Regions from separate parts of the Sus scrofa genome. Here region 1 is linked to region 2. The links are chromatin contacts, called in public Hi-C maps. All regions are on one chromosome and are shown on one strand. The core of a region is the stretch at or near the end of the contact, and the rest is flanking DNA. Distances in the headings are between cores, read along the strand shown. Region 1 holds the start of CCRL2 (C-C motif chemokine receptor like 2). Region 2 overlaps XCR1 (X-C motif chemokine receptor 1).

Region 1 (7,299 bases), core at 1,229-3,728, 230 kb after region 2:
TCAAAGATGCAGAAAACAAACTAATAGATACCAGTGAGGAAAGGGAAGCAGGGAAGGGGCAAGATAAGGGTAGGGGATTGAAAGATACAAACTGTTACGTATAAAATTAATAAGCATCAGGATATACTGTACAGACAGGGAACCATAGCCATTATGTGTAACAACTTTAAATGGAGTATAATCTATAAAAATACTATGCTATACACCTGGAATTAATGCAATATTATAAATAAACTACATTTCAATTTAAAAAAAAAAAAAAAACAGGATTGAATTTTACTGACAAAGAGAAATTCAGACCCTCAAAGGTAAGGTGTGTGAGCTACATGCCAAAGCCACAGAATGTGGTGAAGTTTCACCAATAATGATGACCCTATTACGGTTCCAGATGTTAGAATGGTAAATAAAACCTTCCTCTGCCCTAGCTTCAGACTTTTAAACCGTTCCTTCCTACCAATTTAGAAGTCTCAAGAATCCCACCGCCTTGGAAATCTAACACACAGTTCAGTGATTATAGATAACGAATCTGTATTATAAACATTAACCTTGCTAGGAGAATAGATCTTAATTGTTCCCACTCCTAGGGGAAAAAAATATATATATTTTTTCGGCTGCCCTGCAGCATATGGAATTCCTGGGCCAGGGATCAGATCTGAGCCGCAGCTGCAGCAACACCACATCCTTTAACCCACTGTGCTGGGCCAGGGATTGAACCAGCGTCCTGGTGCTGCAGAGACAGCACCAATCCCACTGAGCCACAGCAGAAACTCTCCTAGAAAAATTACGTAGCTAACACTACAATAGCAAGCATACTGCAACATAAATGTATCCCATCAATACAGGTATGCCTTAAACTGACACCAAGATTTTTATCAATTATATCCCAATTAAAAAAAAAAATCCCATAGTCTGGGTGTGGATAAGCAGAATGCTTGGAATCAAGCCAAAATAAAATAATTCTGAAAGTGAAGGCCATATAAATATCTCCCTAAATATCAGGAAGTTAGGGTGATCCTGAATTTACCAGTTTTTCTTTGGGAAATTTCAAATTTCACATGATTCTCTGACACAAATGTGGCACCTGCCTGGTGCTGTTTTCCTTCACTTAACCATATAATATGAAGAGTGTGTGGTTATGAGTTTTTCAAGTTTCAAAGTCTGACCTGACCCTCATTTCCTTGCCTGAGACCAACCACTGAGCATCAGGCATTAAGGCACCACGAACCACCATCACTTACTCAGAGTTCTGGGGTTGCTGGTGTGGCTCCAAATAGCCCAACCACAGCAGGAAGAGCCCCAGGAGGACCACTGCTGGTGGCAGGGCTGTGGCCACCACTGGTGGGCAGAGCTTCCCAGGGTTCAGGGACCCTCACTCACTTACAGAAGCCACACTGGGGGTTGCGGGGGGACTTGCTGGGAAACAGTCACAGCCCAGGTTCCCACTGGCACCAACGCCTCCCCGTGCCTCCACATGGAGCAATATCATGAGTTTCCTTTGAGTTAAATTTAATGCTCAATCACATATTTGGCCAGGCGTTTTGTTTGTTTGTTCTTCCTTTCCCTTCATGGTTTGCTCAGTTCTGTTTTTAACGAGTCCACATTCCACACCAACGACTATCTCAAACACATCTTTGGCATTAATATACGTCATTTAACATCTAAATGACGTGCTAAACTAACACATGAAACTAGTCCTCAGTTAGGTCCATCACAGGTACAAAGAGTTGATCCATGAGATGTTCATACAGATTTCCCAGTTATTTCAAGTTCTTTTTATCAGTCTTTCTTCCACGCTGCCCCCCCCACACCCATCTTCCTCCCCAAGCCCTCCTTCCACCATTCCGAATCCAAACTTCCAGCTTCCTTTCTCTCTGGCCGCAAACCTCACCTCACCCCAGCCTCAGTCTGGGGTGAAATGTGTTCCCCTCACATTCTCTGCACGGCAACTTGATGACGCCTCTGTGTCCTCACCACGGAATTTTCCTGCGCTGGGCCTTCCTTCTTGGAGCAGGGTTCGCTCCTGATGTCCTAACTGCTAGGATCTCATCCATGTCCCCCAGGCTCACTGGTACCGAGGCCCCATCTTCGCACCTCCCCTTCCCAACTGACATCCCTCTGTGGATTCTACTGTCCCCAAATCCTCTCTTGGGACCCCATCCTTCAGCCAAAGCACATGGCATCTCTCGGAAGTGACAATAAAAGCCCAAGCTGCACGTCTCACTGCAACTTCTCAAAGCCCCTGCACGTCTCACTGCAACTTCTCAAAGCCCCGTCTCACTGCAACTTCTCAAAGCCCCACATGGCATCTCTCAGAAGTGACAATAAAAGCCCAAGTTGCACGTCTCACTGCAACTTCTCAAAGCCCCATTTCAGGGGTGAAATGCCACAGGTGAGTGCAGGCCCCCAGGACAGCTCTGTCCTGGCCACTAGCCACTCCTACTCAGAGTTACAGGGTGGAGCACTCTCCTAGCCCTCCTTCAGTATCTCCGAGGAGCAGCAGCTACTTACTTCCCTTATCTGGGACAGCCAGCAGGATGGCCACAGGGAAATCAAAGGCGGGGTACGCAGTGGGGGCAGGGGTGGCAGGGAGCAGGAGGAGAAAACAACTTCCCGGTTTCTCTTTACCGAGGAAGAAACTTCGGGGGTCTGGGGGAACTCGCAGGTTGCTTTATTTTGGTTAGTCCCTGAGACCTATGATGGGTGGGGCAGAGCCACCAGGGGGACAAACAGTGGTTTCTCCTGCCCCTAAGGGTCAGGGACCGGCTGTTTAGAAGGAAGCCGGCCTTTCAACTGAGCCCAGCAGTTCCCACAGCAGCTTGGAGAGCAGGTTGGAAGGCCGTGCCCTTCCCTCCCAGGAACTCGGTCAGTGGTAAGTCATCAATGCTTTTAACCAGTTATGGCCATGTTGGTGCCGAGGGTGGTTTCACTTTTGCAAACACTTACTTATGTCCTGCGAGAGAAGAACTCAGACCTCTCTGCCTGTCACAGAAAGCTGTTACAGGGGGTGAGCAAACTTTTTAAATGCAAAGAAGTTGTGACGGACACCAATTCGGTGAAACTAAACCCCGGGACTTAGTTCTCGCTAATTGTGTCTATTCTTAGCGTGGCTTCAAGGAGGCAAGTCTCATTTTTACCAAGAGAATGAAGTTGTAGAAAGCAGGGAAATGCTTGCTTTTGTCTCCCTGTGGTAGCTCGCATACTGTTAGACACTGAAGTGCTTAAAGAATGGATGAATTCTAGCGCGGCTCTCCGGAAGCAAGAGCATGTTAACAAAATGTTTATTTTCAATCTTCTGAGTTGCAGGCCTGCTCTGGCTAAAATTAAACACTAGAAAAGGGCAAAGGTGGCTGCACGGGCTCTGATCAATCCTGTGTGCTGTTTCCTCCAGGACCACACAGCTACATGAAGGGAAAATAATCTTTCATTTCTCCACAGGGCAGCCTGGCGATGGCTAATTACACATCAGCACCAGAGGATGACTATGATGTTTTCATAGAAGATGACCTCAGCAACGACGAAAGAGAACTGTGCAGCCCATACGACCCCCAGGCTCTCTTGGCCCAGCTGGTGCCCTACCTCTTCATCACGGTGTTCTTGGTTGGCCTCCTGGACAATATCTTGGTTGTACTTATCATGGTAAAATATAAAGGACTCAAGCAAGTGGAAAACATCTATCTCCTCAACCTGGCAGTGTGTAACTTGTGTTTCTTGTGCACCCTGCCATTCTGGGTTCACATGGCCTGGCATGAGGGGGATCCTGGCGAGCCCCTGTGTAAAATTCTCTTGGTGCTCTACTCTGTAGGCCTGTTCAGTGAGGCATTTTTCAACGTCCTTCTGACTGTGCAAAGGTACCAAAAGTTTTTCCAAATGAGAGGGTTTTTCTCGGCCACGAGGATGGTGGCTGGCAGCATCTTCCCAAGTGCTCTGGTGTGGGTCATAGCCGTTCTGGTCATGTTGCCTGAACTTGCTTTTTACAAACCCCAGATGGAAAACCAGAAATACAAGTGTTTCTTTGGCAGACCGCTCTTCCTACCAGCTGATGAGACATTCTGGAAGCACTTTCTGACCCTAAAGATGAACATTTTGGGATTTCTTTTGCCACTGTTTGTTTTCGTATTTTGTTATGTGCGAATGAGGAGAACATTGAAGTTCGGGGAGAGGGGGTATGACCTTTTCAAGCTGGTTTTCACCATAATGGTTGTTTTCCTTCTGATGTGGGGACCCTACAATATTGCACTTTTCCTGTCTGCTTTCAACGAACACTTCTCCCTGCATGGTTGTGAGAGCAGCCACAACCTGGACAGAAGCACTCTGATCACGAAAATCATTGCCACCACCCACTGCTGCGTCAACCCTCTCCTCTATGTGTTTTTCGACGAGGCATTTAGGAAACATCTCTACCACTTTTGCCATCTGTGTAATGACACTGCACCTCAACCCACTGAGGAACCTGCCCAAGGCACATCAAGGGAAGAGCCCTGCCTCTCCACTAAAATGTAAACTAGCTCCTGCCAAAGGTGAGATAAATAAACATCGATTTTTAATCTCATTATACTGCTTTGTGCAATATCTTTGACACATCTGTACATAAAATAGGGGCCAGGAAGAAAAGGGGGAGGTGAGCAAACATTTATCAAGTACTAAATTTGTCTCAGGTGCTGTGCTAGGCTCCCAACAAATGTGAGCTCCTCCATGTCTCCCTGCATGTTCATGGTGTGGGTGGAATTAGTCTTGTTGCTCTGGAGAGGAAACTGAGGTTCAGAAATTTGCCTAAGATCACACAACTAGAGGGCTACAAGGCTGGTCCACAAACCTGGGTGGCATTCATTGCAAAGCCTACGCTTTGTCCAGCATGCCAAACTTCCAAAATTTGGGGACAAAAACACATGAAACAGATATACACTTTAAAATCAAAAGGACCATATTCAAATTTTTTTTTTTTTTTCCTATTTCTTTGGGCCGCTCCCGTGGCATATGGAGGTTCCCAGGCTAGGGGTCGAATCGGAGCTGTAGCCACTGGCCTACGCCAGAGCCACAGCAACGCGGGATCTGAGCCGCATCTGCGACCTACACCACAGCTCATGGCAATGCCGGATCGTTAACCCACTGAGCAGGGGCAGGGACCGAACCCGCAACCTCATGGTTCCTAGTCGGATTCGTTAACCACTGCGCCACGACGGGAACTCCAAAAAAATTTTTTTAATTAAAAAAAAAGGACCATATTCCAAATTAGAAGCAACCCATTCACACAGAAGTAATTTATCAGGCACATGTTCTTTTAGGTAACTGAAAGAGCTGGCAAGCTGGAGGCTCTGGATAAAAAGAGGAAAAGGGACTTGCTTGTGGAGTTTTCTGGGTTTTCTTGGCTACTTGCTATACCCCCAAGGCCCCCATTACCCCCAGCCTGTGAGTCTCCCAAGGTTTTTAGTACTCCTTCCTCACATTTAAATAGCAAATGCAAGATTATGTGTAGAAATGTTTAACACAATGCATGTTTTGTCCTTTTCAGTGTAACACATACCTTGGGCCTCACCAGCCTCCAACTACAAAACGTCACACTAAGCATTTGCCTGGGGCGATCCAGTGCCCATGTTTTTGTTACACATCCCAAGCAGAGATGACAGATAAATTACAGGATGCCCCTGGACCACAAGCTCTCACCTCCATCACTGAAGAGGGAGGAGGCAGGGTGGCACCTAAGGGAGACCGAGTAGGCAACACAGTCTATGGCCGTCACTGAGGAGTCCGCAGTGGGTGACATTCTTTGGGAGGTAATTAGGTTTAAACGAGGTCCTGAGGATGGGGCCGACAGGATGGGGTTAGTGTCCTTATAAGGGACACCACAGGGCTTGCTCTCTCTCTGTACCACGTGAAGCCACAGTGAGAAGGAGGCCCTCTGCAAGCCAGGAGGAGTGCCTGCACAAGAACCTCGCCATGCTGGCACCCTGACCTTGGACTTCCCAGCCTCCAGGACCACAACAAATATTTCTCTTCTTTAAGCCACTCATCCATGGCATGTTGTTACAGCAGCCTGAGCTGATTAAGATAGGGCTCACCCTGAATAACGTCAAATAGCAAATAAAAAACCATGATAAGAGCGAGACCTCAGAAGAAAGTACTCCAGCAGAGGTAAAAAGAGGTTCAAGTGGCAAAGGAGAAGGGCCAGAGACATTCTCATCACAAACCTGTATGAGTAAGTCTGGATTCTCCATCCTTTTCTTCCACATATGGGACAGAAATCCCAGAGAAAATGACATCATTTCTGGATATGATGATGACAGAGTCATGAACTCAAAGAAAAAAGCTTTTCAGAATTTTCAAAATTAAAACATGGAATGTATACAATATATAAACAATTATAGTGGTGGAGAGTGAAATGGTTATTGAAAATCAAGGTTGTGAGAGAGGATCCAGCTACAATAGCCTACACATGTAAGTAGTATTTTTGGAACACTGATAATCCAGCAAGGTCTTCTTCCCTTGTCCAGAACAAGAAGACAGCTGTCCTATAGACAAAATGACACATGCTGCACTATTTACAACAGCCAAGACATGGAAAAAGCCCAAGTGCCCATCACATACCGATCAGATGAATGGAGACAGAGGATGTGGTGCAGAGGACAATGGAATATTACTCAGCCATAAAAATGAATGAAATTCTGCCATTTGCTGCAACACGGATGGACCTACAGAATATTACGCTATGTGAAATAAGTTAGACAGAAAAAGACAAATACTGCATGATATCATTTATACGTGGGTGGGATCCAGAAAAATAACACAAATGGATGTATATGCAAAAGAGAAATACACTCACAGATATAGAAAATAAACCTGTGGTTACTGAAGGGGAGAAGGATAAATTAGGGGTATGGGATTAACAAATACAAACTAATATATATAGAATAAATAAGCAACAGGGATGTATTGTACAGCACAGGGGGATCACAGACACTTACAATAATGTATAATGGAGTATAATCTGCAAAAATACTGAATCATTATGCTATACACCTGAAACTAATACTGTGAATCAACCTTACTTCTTTAAAAAAAATAATACATGCTTTTCCAAAAACTATTGCATTAGAAAACTAACAACCAGCAAAAAAGCCAAAGAGAAGGTGGCTAGCTTTTCAAGAAAAACTGACAGTGTTTCTGTTCTGCCTATAAATTATTTTCTAATGCAAAACCTTTTCCCTATCAGGCCGAGATAATTCTGATTTGGGACATTTGAAAGAAAGATTAAGTTCTCATCAGAAAACTCCAATTCATCTGTTTTATGTATATGTGGGTACA
Region 2 (7,586 bases), core at 3,155-5,654:
ATAGAGATAGAAAGCAGATCAGTGGTTGCCAGGGGTTAGGTGGGGATGGATGTTGGGGGAGGTATGACTTTAAAGGGTAGCAGGAGGGACACCTTTGTGATGAGGGAACAATTCTGTATCTTGACTGAGGTGGTGGTTACAGGAATCTACATATGTGGTAAAACAGAACAGAACGATACACACGCATTGTACCCATGTCCAAATCCTGGTTTTGATATTGCACTGTAGTTAAGGAAGATGTAACCACTGGAGGAAAATTGGGTGGGATTTCTCCATACTATTTTTACAACTTCCGGCTAATCTATAATTATTTCAAAGTTAAATAAATTTTAAAAAGCTACTATCCTACTATTCAGCTCAAAAATCTTCAACAATTATCCATGGCTCACAGCCATGGTTTTACAAATTTAGGTACACAAGTATTGTTTATGTTGTATTAAACATGCAGATCCCCAAGTTCCTGCTGTGGCACAGTGGGTTAATGATGCGGCATTGTCTCCGTGGTGGTGAGCGTTTGATCCCTGGCCTGGCACAGTGAGTTGAAGATCCGGCATTGCTGCAGCTGTGGTGTAGGTCGTAGCTGCAGCTAAGACTCAATCCCTGCCCCAGGAATTTCCATATGCTACAAGTGCAGACAAAAAAGAAAAAAAGAAGAACATGCAGATCCCCAGGCCTCAGCCCCAGAAATTGTGATGCAGTAGGTAGGGGGAAAGACTGGGTTCTGCTCAGCAGGTGACTAAGCTGCAGAAAGCGTCTTCAGATGACACTGTAAGAAACTCAGACTCTGTCTCTGGCCTTGAGCTCTTAGTTTACAATTAAAACTCTGCTCTACAACAAAAACATCTGTTCACTGGATCCAGGATTGGGGTAAGGCAATCAAAGTGTCTGGACCAGTGATGGTTATACCAGTGTACACTTGTAGAAATGCCCACTTAACATGGGTGCATTTTATTGTATATGAATGATACTTCAGTGAAGCTGATTAAAGAAACAAAGCAGAGAAACAACCAAAATCCCCAACTTTCTCACAAACATTGGAACCCTATGCTTCAGGGGAAAGCCATCTCTTCCTGATGGGCTATGGGTATAAATGGTGGAGTAGGAAGAGCTCTGGTGAGGGGGTCTCAATGTTTGGATTCTCTTCCTGGTTCTAATAAGAACTGGCTGGACGACCCACGGCTTAGTCACTAAGCCCTCTGAGTCTCATATGCTGTAAGTACTTACTTCCCAGGGCTGGTGGGAGCAGCAGATACACTGAAATACACAAAGTCACCTAGTGAAGAGCTACACATCCATGGAATTTTTACCAGTTCTTAGACGGAAACTGCCCTGTGCATAGCCCTTTCAGTTCAAGCCTGGAACAGCTCTAGGCCTATGAGATTTCAACAGCTATCACGTATATGCAAATTAAAGCTGTCAGACATCATTTCTGCCCATGTATTTGGCAAAAATTAGAAAGTCATAACATTACAGGCTGATGAGAATGGGGAAAGTGAGGACCCTGGAGGCAAGGCTGGTGGGAATGGGAACTGGCATAGCATTTGAAGGACAACCTGGAAGAAGGTAAGGCTGCAAATACCCGCTGACCCAGCAGGTCCACCCTTGGGTTCTTTATCCAGAGATATTCTGCACAGGCCATAAGAGACAGGTGAGAAGATGCTCATTGCATCTTGTTTTGATGGCAGAGATTGGGACAACCTAGGTGTCTGTCGCTAGGGAATGGATACATAAAATGTTGGCAGATGCATACACAGTAAGACAAAGAAGCAATCAGAAAAGGATTTACTAGAGCCGCACAGCTGTAGCTCAAAAACATCATGTTGAATTTTAAAAAGTGTTCCAAGTGATATTTATGGCATAATGTTATTTATGGAAACTGACCTCGTAGAATTGAATAGATTAGATGAGATATTGGTCAGTGATTGCCACTTAGTAGTGGCTCAACACATGACAGCTATTATTTTGAAAAAAGAAAAAGCAGGAGATCACTGAATTCATCAGCGTCAAAATTAAAACATAGGAGTTCCTGTCGTGGCTCAGTGGTTAACGAATCTGACTAGGAACCACGAGGTTGCGGGTTCGATCCCTGGCCTTGCTTAGTGGGTTAAGGATCCAGCATTGCCATGAGCTGTGGTGTGGGTTGCAGACGCGTTGCTGTGGCTGTGGTGTAGGCCGGTGGCTGCAGCTCCGATTCGACCCCTAGCCTGGAAACCTCCATATGCCGGGGAGCGGCCCAAGAAATGGCAAAAAAGACCAAAAAATAAAATAAAATAAAACATAGAACTGTGAAACCTGATAAGTTTCCCCAGGAAGGAGTGAAACAAAGAGTTAGATGTCCATGGTCCTGAATGTCCCCACTAGGTCAGGAAGCCAGCTTTCTTGACAGTTTCAGTTTGAAGATGCTAGAGAAATGTGTTGTTGGCCACTGCCCTCTGTTGAAACAATGTTGTCACTTCTGAGTTGAGAATTCTGACTTGTCATGACACAGTATTTGAACTTCGACTGACTCACTGGGGAAGAGGCAGCCCCCCTGTGTGAACACTCACAGAACATGTTGCCCCTCTAAATGAATCCCTCTAATCATTATAGCTAATACAACACTTAATTTTCTTATGTCTATTCTCAGCACTTGAGTATGTTATTTTGAAAAATGAATCAATCCTCATACAAACACAACTCATCACAGTGCAAACGGAAGAGGCAGGTACTATTGCACTGATGCGAGAACAGAGGCAAAAGGAGGTAAGTAATCTGTCCAAAGTCACACAGCCAGAAAGCAATGAAGCTGGCTCCAGGGTCTGTATTCCAACCAGCTCTGTTAGTATGACTCTTGAATGCCTCTGGTTCCTTTGATCTGGTCATGACAAGTGTTCTACAGCCTGCATTTTGTCCAAATATTTTCTTCCCATTTAAAACACCCTTAGGTCTGTGCCCCATGCCTTGTATGTTCCTCCCGTTCACAGCAAAATTCCTGGAAAGAATAGTCCACACTCACTCTCTTCCCAGAAGCAAGGGAGTCTGCCATCAACAATTCTCACTTTCAAATTCCTCAGGAGTCTGCACTTGACCTGCTTCTTTGATTTGTAGGTGCTCTCTCCAAGTGCCCTCAGGATACATATAATGCTGACATTCTACATGATTACTGAATCAAGGAAATGGACTTTTGAGTTTTGTCCACCAGGGGGAGGTCTTCTCTAAACGCCTGATTCCTCCTCCCTCTCGGCAGGTCAGGTACACCACTCTAGCTGTCAAGTACTGCAAACGTGGCTGGTTCTAACTGATATGTACTTAAATACAAATTACACACCAGATATTGAAGATTTAGCACAAAAGGGAGAATGTGAAATATCTTATTAATAAATTAACAAACTGATTGCATGCTGAAATGATAATATCTAGATTAAGTAAAAGATACTATTAAAATCATTTTTACTTGTTTATTGTTAGATTTTTGAAAATGTGGTGCTACAACATTTAAAATTGCATGTGTGGCTTACTTCATATTCCTATTGGACAGTACAGGTGTAGAGCCTCCCTCCCAATGGCAAACTCTTAAGCTCGTCTGCAGAAAGCTTGGGCTCCAAGGAATCCAGTTTGAAAACCATTCACTTGACTCCATTCATGAAGACACTGAAGCCCATGTGGGCTGACAACTTTTCCATGTGGGCTGACAACTTTATCAAGAAATATTACCAGGGAATTCCCATTGTGGCTCAGCAGTTAATGAACCTGACTGGTATCAGTGAGGATGCAGGTTTGATCCCTGTCCTTGCTCAGTGGGTTAAGGGTCCTGTGTTGCCATGAGCTGTGGTGTAGGTTGCAGACACGGCTCAGATCCCAAGGTGCTATGGCCTTGGTGTAGGTCGGTGGCTACAGGTCTGACTGGACCCCTAGCCTGGGGTCCATATGTTATTGGTGTGGCCCTAAAAAGACCAAAAAAAAAAAAAAAAAAAAAAGAAAGAAAGAAAGAAAGAAAAGGAAAAGGAAATGTTACCACGTGAGGCCTCTTCCTTGTTTGCTTTGGCGGGTCTCCTGCTCAGTCTCTCTTACATCCACTGCCACCCTAGGAACAATTTTCTGTTCTCTGCTGGGAAGTCCAGCCCTGCTTTAGGCTTTGGGCTGCACCCTTCCTGCTGTGGATAGGCTGGCATGTCCCTGGAGACAAAAGCAGTGACTATGGAGCCCTTCTCAACCTTTTATCTTCAACTACCCTCTAGACTTGGTCAATTCCAGTGCCATGTAGGGATTCCAGCTCTTGCTGGAATAAGTCCAACCCAGCTGGAAGGATGAGAAAACAGAGCCAGCCAGACTTGCCACTTGTTGACCCCGTGACCACCATACTGTCACTACAGAGAGCTCATGTTGCCCACAGGCCCTGCTAGCAGAAGCGGGGGACCAGCGATCACATGGCCAGTGAGTCACATGGGAACTGAGTCAGTGGGGTGACTTCTCTGAAGTGGATGCATGAATCAGCAGTGGGGAAGCTGGGAGGCACAGCCAGACCCCGTGTTGCAGGCAAGGATCTTAGCACAAGCCCTGACACCACAAATCTTCCCCACCACAGCCCCTCGGAAATGCAGCATCATGGGTCAGCTGTAGTTTCCTTTGCAGTAGGGGTTGAGACCCTTCACATGTGTGAGCCTGCATGGGTGTGGGTCTGTTCAAATAAGAAGTGTTGCTGGCTTGTGCCTCCTCTTCATGAGGGTGCCACGAAAGTGAGAGAAGACTCTTAGCTTCCCTCCCTATTCTGGATTCCTGGTCAAGGGGCCATGTGGGTCGAGGCTGTGAGTGTGGCCACAGTTGTCTAGGCAGATGCTGCACTGTGCCTGCAACCTCATCTTTGCCTCTTCTGACCCCAAATTAGAGAACTACTGAATCATGGGACTATAAGAGAACCTGTGCTGTGTGGATCAGCAGTCACAAGATGAGGGCTCTCTTCCCAGTCAGTCACAGCTCCAGCTGTGCGATTTGGGGCTAGTCACCATATGTGTCTGAGGCTCACTTGTATAACGGGTATATTATTTATCTACCATACCTTTAAAAAATTCCTTCAAGGAGTTTCCCTGTGGTGCAGTGGGTTAAAGATCCGGTTTGTCTCTATGGCGTTGCTGCTTTGAGTCCTGGCCCAGTGCAGCAGTTTAAGGATCTGGCATTGCCATAGCTGTGGCGTAGGTTGCAGGTGTGGCTCAGATTTGATCCCGGGCCTGGAAACATCCATATGCCACAGTATGGCCGAAAAAGGAAAAAAAAAATTCCTTCAAAACCTAGTAGATTAAACAATGATTATTATCTCACACAATGTTTGTGGGGTCAGAACTTTGGAGGCAACTCACCTGGATGGTTTTGGCCCATGTCCTTTCATGGGATGAGAACAAGATGTCCATGGGGCTGCAGTCATCTGAAGGCTTGACTGGGGTTGGAAGATCTGCTTCCAAGCCAGCTGTGTTCACATGGCTGCTGGCAGGAGGCCCTGGTTCCTGGTCATGCGAGTCTCTCCATGAAGCCTGAGGGTCCTCCTGACATGGTTGCTGCCTTCTCCCAGGGTAAGCCATCTAAGAGACCAAGACAGAAGCCACAGTATCTTTTATGATCTAACCTCTGAAGAAAAGCACTATCATTTCTACACTATCTTACTTGTTATCCAGGTCAACCCTACTCAGCGATGTCAGTACCAGGTGGTACCAACCACTGGGAGCCGTCATGAAGACTGGCTACCATCTTAGTAGTAATAAGTAGCATCAGTAATATCTACCATGTCCATCCCACTAAGACGTCATGAGGTTTTGTTGGCATATCCACTGCAAGAAAAACCATTAACCAGAGGATGCATCTGATAAGGTCAAGGCAGCAGCTGCTAAAAACAGCTCTAAAAGGGGTTGCTGTGGACTGAGACCATTCCAGGAAGCTCCACGGAGGGCCAACACTGAGACATAGTAGCTCAGAGGCCTCTAGCCTCTTTGCTGTCCCCCTATGAAGGTGTAATGTGGAGACAATTAGGAAAGTGCCTGGCAATGTGCCCATTTCATGTGTACTCACTGAGGGAAATTTGCTCAGCCATGACTGCTTTTCTAAGGGAAGCAGGTGAGTCACTGGCTCGGGAATTCCAAGAAGGGATTTTGGGCCAAAGATGGCAGTTGAATGGAGCCCTAATCCTTTGTTCTGACATTCAAATGTATTAATTTGCTTTTCACAAACTCCAACAGGCTATATAAATGTGAAGGTCCACTGTTATTTACCTCCTGGCAAGATGCCCACAGATCATGCCTCAAGGAATCTCTCCACAGACTCCTTAAAGAGTTGGAAAAAGGAATTTAGATATCTTCAATGCTTGCAGCTATCAAAAACAACCTCTCAAAGCTGACTCTAAATCTTTCCTTGTTCATTTATGCCCACTCTTCTCTAAGGTTATTCTGATCACCACTGTTGCATAAAAAAAATCTCTCTGAAACACAGAGGTATAGAATGGCAACACCTGCTTTTATTTTGCTCATGATGTTCTGGGTTAGGAATTCTGGAAATGCTCATTGGGGCCTTTCACCTGTGGGATTTCTCATGGGGTTGTGGTACAATGTCAGCTGAGGCTTCAATCATCTGACAGTCAGCCCAGGATGGATGTCCATGATGGCGCACACTTGGGGCTGGTGGTCAGTGCTAACTGTGGAGTGGAAGCTCAGCTGGGTTGTTGACATGAGTGCCTACACCTGGCCTCTCTGGAATAGTAGTCTCAGAATGGCTGGATTTCTTATACTGTGTTCAGTCCTGCTACTAGCATTGTGAGAGAACCAAGCAGACTATGCATAGCCTTTTGGGAAGCCTCTCAGTGTCATTTCTCCCAAAGCTTATTAGTTATAAGTTATTATGAGTATAAGCAAATCATCAAGCAGGCATAGATTCAAAGGGATGAGAATCGAACTTCGGATGGCAGAGTGCAAGGGTCCACTTAGATAGGCCTGTGGGATGGGAGCAATTGCTGTGGCCATCTCTAGAAAATGGAATTTTCTATAAAGGACCAGAACTGTTTCCCATACTTGAAGCCCGGTATTTTGAGTAGTCTTTGAGCATCTCATTTCATAGTCAAAGACTATTGTGGAGTTCTCTTATGATACAGTAGGATAAGGATCCGGCATTGTTACTGAAGCAGCTTTGGGTCACTGCTGTGGTGCAGCTTCAGTCTCTGGCCCAGGAACTTCCACATGCCATAGGTATGGCCAAATAAAAGACTTTTCAAAGCGGAATAGAATCTGACAGATTCTCTAGCTTAATCAATTTAAGATGAGAAAAACTGAGGCCTCAAGAGCTGAAGTGGCTTGCCCCAGATCACGCAGCATGTCAGAAGAACAACAGCACTAAGAATCTGGCCTGCTGCCTGCTTGTGCCTTCTTGCCCTTGGTGGGCTCTGGAGGTTGCTTATTGGCATTGTTCCCCCTTCCTTCTTTATAACAGAAGGATGATTTTGTTCAGGGAGCCACCCTGTCTGCATGGCTTATTTGCCCTGAAGGAGCTGACCCTGTGGTTGTTCTGTCCACACCCAAGGTCAGCATGGCCAGATCTGTTTTGCTGCCTGCAGATGAAGCCACCATTCTGAG

Evidence for each region. Hi-C and Micro-C count contacts between places; a contact is called where the count stands out from the background.
Region 1: a contact with region 2 is called in a Hi-C map of subcutaneous adipose tissue, with 1.8 times the contacts expected there. The contact joins the promoter of CCRL2 here to the enhancer-like site in region 2. A contact is called at or near these places in 8 of 47 Hi-C or Micro-C datasets (alveolar macrophages, blood, embryonic fibroblasts and 5 more) and 1 of 2 datasets of contacts at active chromatin or transcription factors (alveolar macrophages).

Annotation. Positions count from the first base shown.
Region 1 is chr13:29,400,060-29,407,358 of Sscrofa11.1, forward strand. It overlaps CCRL2 (C-C motif chemokine receptor like 2), which reads left to right and starts at 2,479. Exons shown (of 3, transcript NM_001001617.1): 1 at 2,479-2,560; 2 at 2,751-2,869; 3 at 3,436-4,548. The coding sequence starts at 3,448. The coding sequence ends at 4,500.
Region 2 is chr13:29,172,272-29,179,857 of Sscrofa11.1, forward strand. XCR1 (X-C motif chemokine receptor 1) reads right to left here. Exons shown (of 4, transcript NM_001001622.1): 3 at 5,334-5,552. Among named protein-coding and RNA genes, the nearest start is that of FYCO1, 33 kb to the left of the region's middle. Within about 2 kb of position 4,405, at least 23 of the 83 cell types and tissues checked have an H3K27ac peak or open chromatin away from gene starts, as enhancers often do. A contact at or near this core is called in alveolar macrophages, embryonic fibroblasts, retroperitoneal adipose tissue and 1 more, where this site is marked.